Linked DNA regions of Mus musculus: region 2 is linked to region 1. The links are chromatin contacts, called in public Micro-C maps. All regions are on one chromosome and are shown on one strand. Each heading gives the region's core, a stretch centred on a gene start, on an enhancer-like site or on the middle of the called end of the contact. The rest is flanking DNA. Distances are from core to core; before and after follow the strand shown. Region 1 holds the start of Arl2bp (ADP-ribosylation factor-like 2 binding protein). Region 2 holds the start of Tepp (testis, prostate and placenta expressed).

Region 1 (5,211 bases), core at 42-2,541:
ATCAACCCTCAGAACTCACATGAAGGTGGAAGGAGAGAACCAACTCCACAAAGTTGTCCTCTGAGCTCCACATAGCCATAGTCTCCTGGCAACAACCCCACCCACGATCCATCACATATGTAAATGAATACATTAAAAAATTGTTGTAAAGCAAGGGTCTACTTGATTTAAATCAAGGAATTGACCATAGGAACTAGAGGGGCACAAGTCACTTAGTAGTGTCGAAACTTACCCATAATAATGTCCTCTAAACATCCAACCACAGCATCAAATTCTGCATCAGAGGCGGAGGAGCTGAAAAAACACATCAGGATTAGGTGCCGGTCCAAATAATTATTTTTCGAGCTGAACTTGTGTTTTCTGTGGGTAAGGGCATTGAACCCAAGGCCTTGCACACACCAGGCAATCACAACAAAGCCCACTAGCATTTTTTAAAATGTAAGATTCCCAACGTGCATAAAAATAATAGCAAGATGATCCTCCCATCACTCAGTTTCACCAATCAAGGATTATTGTCTAGTACAGAAATTACAAACACAGGAAAACACTCGTGACGAAAACCGGTATGACAATCACAAAAGCAGCCAACAATTTGGGTAGCTGAGGCTGGTGCGGCACAACTTCATACTTCCGCGTTTATTACCCGCAGGATTTACTCACCGCATCCTGGCTCTTAACGCCACACCTATCTGCTGGTGAATGTGACCGCACGCGGGAGTGGCACCGGCCTAGGGGGTAACTGGTCAGGAGTGGCTTTAGACAGGCGGTGAGGCCGCCGCCAGCCTGGGCAGCTCAAGGCCTCTGGGTTTTTGCTGACGGCCACGATTGAGGCCAGAGGATTGTGATGGAAGCGCTGGTTATCTGTGACATATGCCCGTGGTGGCCACGGGAAGAAAACGCCCCGCTAGAGCGGAGCCTCGACCGGCCAGCCCGCAACCCAGAGGACGTCCGCAGGCCGAGGTCGAGCAGACCCTGGCCGCTTCACTTACAAGGACAGCGCGAAGCTCTCTTCTTCTAGGGCGTCCATCGTAGGGGCGCCGCAGTCACCGGCCCGGGCCCGGGGCCCTGCCGCTTCCTACCGCGCCCGCCGCCGGGCCGGGATCCTCTCTGACCCGCGCGGCCTCAACTGCATCAAGGGCCCGCAGAAGGCCGCACCCACGCCCCGCCCGGCGATCGCGCGAGGACGGGGCTGCGGCTCCTGGCTGGGCCCAGCGCCCGCCGGCCTCTCGCGGGGCTACCCCGCCGGTGTGTTAGGGCAGACGGAGCTCGCAGCCCCGCCTCCTGTCACTATGGTTACCCGCGGTTCCAGCAGCCAATCACAGCCTCAGGTTCCCGGTCTCACGCAGAAGACTGCAAAAAATGGTGGCAGTAGACTTTTTTTTTTTTTTTCTGGATGAAAGAATTGGAGCCAAGAGCCTCGGTTTCTTCATTTTCAATTTAGGAATTGTAAAGATCAGGTAGTTGAAACCGTGTTTTAAGAGCGCTAGAAATAGCCAAATTGCTCGAAAGCCACTCTCATAGTTTGTCCTAGATAATGCAGACGTCTGATTTACTAGAGAGTTACTTCTTGGAAGTATGGAAGGGTCCACGGCATTAAGTGGATGACTTGTAACTTAATTTGTGATCTTCAAATCAAAAGCAGTGCGTTGTGGCATGCGTCTGTAGTCCCAGCACTTGGAAGGTGGAGGTTTAAGGCATTCAAGACCTGCTCAGCTACATAGTGAGTTTGCTGCCAGCTTACTCGCACCAAACCCGTAAACAATTATTAGGCAGTAAGTGGTTCCTTGGGTAATTATGCAGCACAAAAATGTTGACAACCACTGAGAGAGATGTAATCAGAAATTGAATAACTGCTTTGGAGAAAGTCCCCTCTAAAACTGCCACACCATGAAGAAAGGTTTCCTGGGATCGCCCCCCCCCCCCGCCCCCTTTTTAAGCATGCCTCTTTGGTGGTCTGATACCTTTTAGCCAAATGTGTAGTACATAACTAGAAAATTTATGGTATGAATTAGGGTTACGTGGCCAATCTGAATCATTTTGGAATGGACATAAAATGTGTATCCATGGATCTATCTTAACAGCATCAGGAACCAAGATGATTTCAAAGACACTGGAAGATCAGAGTATCCTGGTCAAGCTGAAGACAGGCGTGCTGGTAGGTTTTTTGTCAGCTTGACCTGAGTGACCTGGAAAGAAGTTGATTTTGTGTGTGTCTGTCTTTTTTCATCAAGACAGGGTTTCTCTGTGTTGCCCTGGCTGTCCTGGAACTCACTCTGTAGATCAAGCTGGCCTTGAACTCGAGACTCACCTGCCTCTGCCTTCCAAGCACTTGGATTAAAGGCCATGTGCCATCACCTCCTGGTTTTGAATGTGGATTATTTTAATGACTGAGGGAAGGCCCAGTCCTCTGTGGGTGGTGCCATATCTGGGCAGGTGTAGGATCTATGTAAGGAAGCTCAGCATGCTATGGAGAACAAACCAGTTAACAGCATTTCTTTATCTACTTCAGTTCCTGCCTTCAGGTTCCTATCTCAACTTCCCTCAGTTATGGACTGTTGCATGGAAGTGGAAACAAAATAAACCCTTTCTTCTCACAAATTGGTTTTGATTAGTGTTTTGTCACAGCTCTGATAAGCAAACTAGGACAAGCATCTAAAAATTCTGTTCCATTGAGCACTGGTAAGACAGCTCAGAGCAGACAACTAAGATCCTATTAGATCCTTTTTCTATATCCTATTTACTTTTGAATACATACATGAACTGCCTGCTGATTCCAAATCATGGATCCACGGAGAAAAGGAATGAAAAATTTGTCTCCACTAGTTACCTATTGCTCTTTACAACTCCTCTCTCAAGAAACCTAGTGAACTAAAACATTTCATTTACTTATTAATCTGCATTTTGGGAAGGTCTTGGCAAGGATATCTTTTTTCCATTTGGTTGCACTGGAGCTTGAGATGACTTTCACAGAGCTCAGGTGGGTGGCAATTTAGTGGTGGCTCACAGCTGGGAGTTGGTGAGGATTGTGGTGGTGGTGGGGTAGTGGCTTGGGGAAGGGTGTCAGTCCCTCTCCATACAGGCTTTCTGGAGGTGTTTGGGTTTTCTCACACAACAGCAATTGGACTCGAGCAAGTATTCCTGTCAGGCATGATGAAGTACACCTTTAATCCCAGCACTTGGGAGGCAGAGGCAGGTAGGTATGTTTGAGGTCAGTCTGGTCTACAAAGGGAGCTCTAGACCAGCCAGGACTATGAGAGACCCCGTCAAAACAAACAAACAAAAATAATAAAAAATAGCACCCCCTCCCCAATATTCCGACAGATAGGGAGCAGAACCTTCAGGTAAGATACTCTACATATAAAATAAAATCTGGGGAAAAAAAAGAGGCTGAAGAAATGGCTCATAGGTTGACAACTTCATGTTTTTCTTGAGTTCAGTCCCCAGCAACACCCTTATCAGGCAGCTCTAGCTCTAATTCAATGCCCTCTTCTCTAAAAAAGAAAAAAAGCTGGGGAGGGTGACACATGCCTTTAATTTCAGCACTGGGGAGGTAGAAGCAGGAGGATCTCTATTAGTTCGAGGCCTGTCAGGGTTAAATAGTGAGACACTGTCTAAAGACAAACCAACAGCAAAAAAATCCTGCTTTTTTTCCTTTAAGTTTAAAAAAATCTTACATTTTGCATGTATGAGTTTACATGCACAAGGCAGTGCACGGTGCTTGAGGACCAGGACAGCTTGTAGGAGTTGGTTCTCTTTCTACAGTATGGATAGCAGGGATCAAACTCAAGCCGTTAGGCTTGGTGGCAAATAACCTTTGCCTGCTGAGTATCTTTTTTTTTTGTTTTTTTGTTTTCCGAGACAGGGTTTCTCTGTATAGCCCTGGCTGTCCTGGAACTCACTTTGTAGACCAGGCTGGCCTCAAACTCAGAAATCTGCCTGTCTCTGCCTCCCGAGTGTTGGGATTAAAGGTGTGCGCCACCACCACCCGGCACCTGCTGAGTATCTTACCAGCACTTTTTTCATTGAAAAAAAAAAACTTTAAAAAATTATTCTATGAGTATAGATGTTTTGCTTGCATGTATACCTCTGCATCATGTGTATGCCTGTTGCCTGAGGAGACCAGAAGAGGGTGTTGGATAACCTGGAGTTGGAGTTACAGACGGCTGTGAGACACAATGTGGGTGCAGGGGATTAAAGCTGAATCCTCTAGGAGAACACCATTGCTTTTTATTGCTGATCCATCTCTCCAGCCCCAGTTTTTCATTTTTTGGGGGGGCACAGGATCTTGAACTCTGTAGCTCAGGTGAGCCTGGAACTCACAATGTAACCCAGCTGTCCTCAAATGCATAACAAATCTCCTGCCCCCAGAATGCTGGGATTCTAGGCACAAACCACCATAACTAGCTACATTAAAACTATTTCTGTTGGGCCTAGTGGCACATGCCTTTAGTCTCAGCACTTGGGAGGTAGAGGCAGTCAGATCTCATGAGTTTGAGACCAGCCTGGTCTGCATATCAAGTTTTAGCAAAGCTAGAGCTACATAGTGAGACTGACAAACAAAAAACTAAATAGGGCTGGAGAGATGGCTCAGTGGGTAAGAGAACTGACTGCTCTTCCAGAGGTCCTGAGTTCAAATTCCAGCAACCACATGGTGGCTCACAACCATCCCTAATGAGATCTGATGCCCTCTTCTGGTGTGTCTAAAGACAGCTACAGTGTACTTACATATAATAAATAAATAAATTTTTAAACAAACAAAATAAAACAAAACAAACCCCCCAAAACCTATTTCTGTTCAGTGTGGTGGTCCATAGCTTTAATTCTAGCACTGGGTGGCAGAGGGATCTCTGTGAGTTCCATGCCAGTCTGGTCTACATAGCCAGTTCCAGGACAGGCCAATAGGAACTTCACAGTGACACCCTGCCTCAAAAACAAAAATCAACAAAAGAAACACATAATTTCCTAAGTGAATAGGCAATTGTATAAGATAGAGAGTGGACAGCCTTGGAAAGAGCTGGTTTTCAAGGATACAAATTCAAGATGGTTAAAATCATAAAAATCATTTCTTATTGCAGTAGTTATTTCCGTCCCTGTGGCTCAATCATTATTTTCTGGAACTGCAAATAGCTCTGTGATTTTTTTTCTTGCTTTATATTATTCAAAAGATGGAAAGAAAGAAAGAAAGAAAGAAAGAAGGAAAGGAAGGAAGAA
Region 2 (5,522 bases), core at 537-3,036, 640 kb before region 1:
CCTGTCCCCATTTTTCTGATCAGTAAGTAGAGGCCAGACCTTGGAGGAACTTTCTGGAAGGAAATAGAGAGCTGGACTGGTCTTTCTCATGCTTTCACCCGCCGCTTGTTCCTGCCTTTTCGACCATGACCTCCATTTTGCCAGCCACCCTTGCTCCCAAGGCCAAGAGCACACCCTTAGCTGCTGGCGGCGACAGGGCCTGACCTTTGGAGAAGTAGGTGGAAGACTGGCAGTGTTCATCGGAGAGGCAACCCTTGACAGTGTCCATATCCATGCGCCGAAGGGAAGGCAAGGCCGGGTGGTAGAGCTGGTGCTTCACACCGGCCAGTGGGTGGCGCACTCGCTCCAGGGGGAGGAGGACCGCTGGGGAAGCATACAAGTGGGCGGAGCATTCGTCCCAGGGCACCAGGTCTATGATTTGGGCCATCGCTGGGGAAGAGAGGGGCGGAGTCAGATGCCCTTCCGTATAGGCACATGTTCTTGGCCTATGCTGATTTAACGATTTATCAAACATTTACTGAGTATCTTCTGTGCGCCCCGTGATTTTTCCGAAGCTCCACATCCAAACAACAGATTTATGTGTTCTGTGTATGTGTGTACACACACACACAGACACACGCACACACACACAGACACACACACAGCTCCCAGTGCTCTGAGGGAGGTCAGCACAGAGTGTACGTGTATCTGAGAGGGCTGGAGCTAGGACACTCTAGGAACTGTCTAGATGAAGTGAAACTTAAATATTGAACAGGAAAAAGCCATAGTAAAGCTATTTAGAATGTAGCCTGGAATGCCGTGTGGCTTATGATGCTAGATAGCCAACTCTGGATTTGCCTAGGCCATATTTAGCATTTGCCCCAAATGCTATAGATAGATGAGACTCTTAAAGGAGAGAAATGTGACAGATCTGAATTAGAAAAAGATGGATGGTTGGTTACCTAGTGTCTCTGTTCTAAAAAGCAGATATTCCCTGGAGCCCCTTTTACTCATTTACATCTTAGAATTTGTTGACTCTACTTCCTGACCCTCCAAGTTACAGAGATAAGAAATGGACATGGGGTGGCAGGAGGAGAGAGGAACTTGACCATGAAATGTTTGCTACTTTGTGGGGTCTTCTTTCTTCCAGTCTTTTCCACCTTTCCCCCACCCTTTCAACCCACTAACACTAGATATGAGAGAAAAAGTATAGAGGGGAGAGAGGAAGGGAAAGAAATCCCCGAATCTAATTTCTGTTTCTTCTTGTTTGTTCTCTGAGCATGACTACTATCAAGCTACAACCAACCCCCCTGAACAACCAACAACAACCCATAATCCTCCTGGGTCCCTAGTTTATAGACCCTCTGAAAAGTTTTCAGAATTCCAAAAGTCACAGAAACTATCTGCAGCTGGCAAAACTATGCCCCTGCTAGAGCACGAGGCAAATCAGAGTCAGCTGCTTCAGACAGTCCAAGGCAGCCCCATATTCCTACACCTGGGTATTAAAAGCACATTCTTAAAATATTTCTGCATTAAAAAAAAAAAGAAACCACGATTCCAAAATTCTCACTATAATGAAGGATCAGGACGGGGCATGATAGAAAAAGTGGAAAAGCTGTCTCAGAGTTGACCCTCCATGAGGAAGGATGGAGTGGTAGAACACAGAGAAAAAGGAAGAGAGAACACCCTGCTACCATTTACCCATAGCCACTACCTCATCTGCAGGGCACAGGCCCAAGTGCACAGGCAGGTAAGAACCGTCTATCCTCCTGCTGCTCAGTGGGCAAAAGAAAGGATGTGGGCGTGCCTTCCAGGCAACTGCAGGCTAAGGAGCATCACAGAGACAATGCCCAGTGCAACCTGATTGTGAGGACGAAGCTCCTGGTAACCCTGGGCAACACAGGCTGCCAGGATCCCTAGGCACTGGACATCTATTCCCTGGGTCTCTATGGCAGCCACATAAGACAAGCATCTTGGAAAATGTCAGAACTGGGGCTCTATAGAGGTGACCCGGCCACATTAGGGTAGGGATAACTGCTGGGTTCACCCCAGCCTGTTTCACTGTGTTGGCTAGATCAACGTGACACAAGTTATAGCTATCTTAGAGGAGGGAACCCCACCAGAGAAATGCCTCCATAAAATTAGTCATAGGCAAGCCTGCAGGGGGCTTTCTTAATTAGTGATTGATGGGGAGGGCCCAGCCCATTGTGGACGATACCATCCCTGAGCTGGTGGTCCTGGGTTCTATAAGAAAACAGGCTGGAGCAAGCCACAGGAAGCAAGCCAGTAAGCAGTTCTTCTCCATGGCCTCTGCACCCTGCCTCCAGGATCCTGCCCTGCTTGAGTTCCTGTCCTGGCTTCCTTCAGTGATACGGAAGTGTAAGCCAAATAAACCCTTCCCTTCCCAACTTACTTTGGTCATGATGTTTCATCATAGCAATAGAGACCCTAAACCAGAACCAGAACAGTGACCCTGTACTAGCTACTGCTGCCTCTCTCTGGACCTAAGAGGACTGTTTGTGTTAGGCAAAGACCCCAGGCTCTGCAGCAGGGCTGCCTGGGAGCCTGGAGGGGACCTTGTCCCCATGAGTCTCAGGGAAGATGATACCACGCTGTCTTTGGTCTTTAGGGGTGGAGATTAGCCAGGCTCTGGGGTCAGGGCAGGGATCAGGCAGAGTGGTGGCCTCAGCAGGCTAGGGATTAGCAAGTGATACTCCACCCCTCCCCCATTCTGCCCTACCTTACTACCTGGCGGAACCGCAGCCTCCCTCCCTGTCAGGAAGCTTCGCTCAGAATCCCAAAGCCCCCAGAAATTGAGTGAGACATCCCAAGCTTTGGAATCCTGGGGCTGTCTATTCTTTTGCATATATTGACATATGATTTGCATAAATTTGCATAAATGCTAAACCTGTCATTCAGAATGTCCTATTGGAGTCCTGTAAGATTTGCTGCTCCTTGATTAGGGACCAAGGAACTTAAGAAAACACTCCAAGTTCTTCTCTTAAAGAAACTTGCCCGGTGCTGAGCCTACCCCTAAACGAAGGTCCACCTCTTTTGTTTTGTTTTGTTGTTTTGTTTTGTTTTGTTTGTTTTTCAAGACAGGGTTTCTCTGTGTAGCCCTGACTGTCCTGGAACTCACTTTGTAGACCAGGCTGGCCTTGAACTCAGAGGTCTGTCCGCCTCTGCCTCCTGTGTGTTGATTTAAAGGCCTGTGCCATTACTGCCTGGCAAGGTCCAACTCTTTTTTAAAGTTAGAAAACAGCTGAGCATAGTGGTGTACACCTTTAATCACCGTGAGTCCAAGGCCAGCCGGGTCTACACAGTGAGTTTCAGGCCAGCCAGGCCTACATAGAGTGACCTTGTTGCAAAATAAATAAAAAAATTTTAAAATCAAATTTAAAAAAATAAGAAAGTATATGAATATACAGTTTAGTAATTTAAAATTTGACTTATACCTACCTACCCCAACCCCACTCCCATAATTGCTATTCAGTCACAGACACAGCTTTGCTAAAGAATTTAGTGGGAAGAGGCACAGTGGTAGCACCTGGCACTTCTCATGCTTCCTACATGGAGCTGTGCTGTGGCAGAGCAGCCTCTGCCACCACGAATGCACTGCCATGGGACACTTCTGGGATCCTTACAGAAGCTGCCTCTTGAAGTCCTTAACACAGGTGCCAGATAAATCCACACTGCTCTTGTCTGATCCTTGTTCCTGCTGCCCTGAGCCGGTCCTGTCAACAGCAGGCAGAGGGTGTGCAGGGAACCAGCCCAAACTTGCTAATCATTGTGAGTTGAGTCTGCAGTCATCGATATCCCTGCAAGGGAAGCTTCATCGCCCACAGCAGCCAGCGGCAGCACAGACGATGAACATCAACATGACCTTTGGCGGCAGCGAGGACTACAGACATCAGAATACCCTGAGGTGGAAGTACAGACCACAAATACCAACATGGTCATGCTCCAGCTGCAGCACGAAGTATGGACATCCGCATGGCTTCCGGAGGCAAGCATGGACCAGGGACATCAACACGGCCTCCAACAGCCGCACGGACCACAAACATTGACATGTCCTGCTGCAGTAGTCTAGACCATCGACACCAGCATGATCTACAGCATGAGCGGCACAGACCACGACTATCGACGTGGCCTCCAGCGGCAACACAGGCTACAACATCAACACGGCATGTGACAAGTATGTCTTATGCCAAGCAAGTTTATGAAGAAATAGTATTCTGGAGTGATATCTCAGAAGTTAAGAGCATTGCCTGCTCTTCCAGAGGTCCTGCTGAGTCCCAGCACAGGGGCTGGAGAACAAGGGCACATTCTTGTTCCCAGCAACCACGTGGCAGCTCACAACCATCTGTAATGAGATCTGGTGCCCTCTTCTGGTGTGCAGGCATACATGCAGACAAAACACTGTATATGTAAATAAATCTTTTTTTTTTTAAGAGTCTAGTTGGATCTTAAAAGGTGGAATATGAACTAGGCATGCAGCTCTAATCCCAGCACTCCAGAGGCCAAGTTCAAATCTAGCTATGGCTACATGGTGTTTGATCCTGTGTCATACAGGACTATATCCTAGCCCAGCAGCTGCCATCCGGAGAAATTCTGCTGTGCAAACTTGCAAGAGATCATCCTAGCTGGGATGGTGACATTTTACATCCCCTGAGGGGTAAGGAGAATCATAAGATACTCATCTATGTGTATGCAGCCGCTCCCTACCACCTGTCATATGCAAGCATGTAGCCTTGGAGGGGCTAAGGGAAGGGAAGATACCATGGTGGGCAGGCAGCAATGTAGCTCCTTCTATCGAACTATAAAAGGTCTTCATCCTTGCTGGGTAAAGACTTTCTGGTGTAGACTCTTAGGGGAGGAGCTCCACTCCAGAATTAACCCCTCACCCGTGTTTTGTAAGTCTGACGAACTCACTGGTCCCCCAGGGTGAGCTTGTGGAATTGTACCTGGGATTGTCACTGGCACCTTGGAAGAAGAGGAGTACAAATTGTTTTTGTTTCCTCCAGGAAGGGAATTTTAGCAACATCCTGTCTCTGAAAAACCCAGACAAGACAAAGCAATTTACAATACAATTGCTTCATATGAAGAGCCTACCTTGGAAGCAGAGAAGTCAACATGGGCCATTGAAGGCTTGCGTGCAGATTTTCAGAGCCATGTGGTTTATAGTCAAAAGGTGGAGACAAGCTTGGTGCCCATGGCCAGGACTCAGAAACAAATCGTGGAGTGACTATATCACATAGACATCACCACCTACCAGGAACAAGAACTTCCCAGAGACCACCTCTTCTATTGCTTGGATCTTCTATGACAGCAGCGAACAGTACATTTCTGTCACTTGTAAATCACTTGATTTAAGGTGTTGTATTACAGTAACCCAGATGTAATAGGACAGTGAGCTTCAGTGGAAACCCTAAACAAGTAAGTTTCATTCAACCAGTTTCACTTCAGCCACGATGTAGTTGTTAGGAACAAAAGTGTGTCCTTGATCCCCAGCCCTGATGCTGGGACTCAGTAGGATCTCGGGA

Evidence for each region. A called contact is a pair of places that touch in the nucleus more often than the background predicts.
Region 2: a contact with region 1 is called in a Micro-C map of embryonic stem cells. The contact joins the promoter of Tepp here to the promoter of Arl2bp in region 1. A contact is called at or near these places in 5 of 39 promoter capture datasets (hematopoietic stem and progenitor cells, hippocampal neurons, liver and 1 more), 1 of 484 Hi-C or Micro-C datasets (embryonic stem cells) and 2 of 9 other capture datasets (adipose tissue and liver).

Annotation. Positions count from the first base shown.
Region 1 is chr8:94,662,680-94,667,890 of GRCm38.p6, reverse strand. Arl2bp (ADP-ribosylation factor-like 2 binding protein) reads right to left here and starts at 1,291. Exons shown (of 6, transcript NM_024191.2): 1 at 990-1,291; 2 at 233-294. The coding sequence starts at 1,027.
Region 2 is chr8:95,307,862-95,313,383 of GRCm38.p6, reverse strand. Tepp (testis, prostate and placenta expressed) reads right to left here and starts at 1,786. Exons shown (of 8, transcript NM_199455.2): 1 at 1,694-1,786; 2 at 205-429. The coding sequence starts at 427.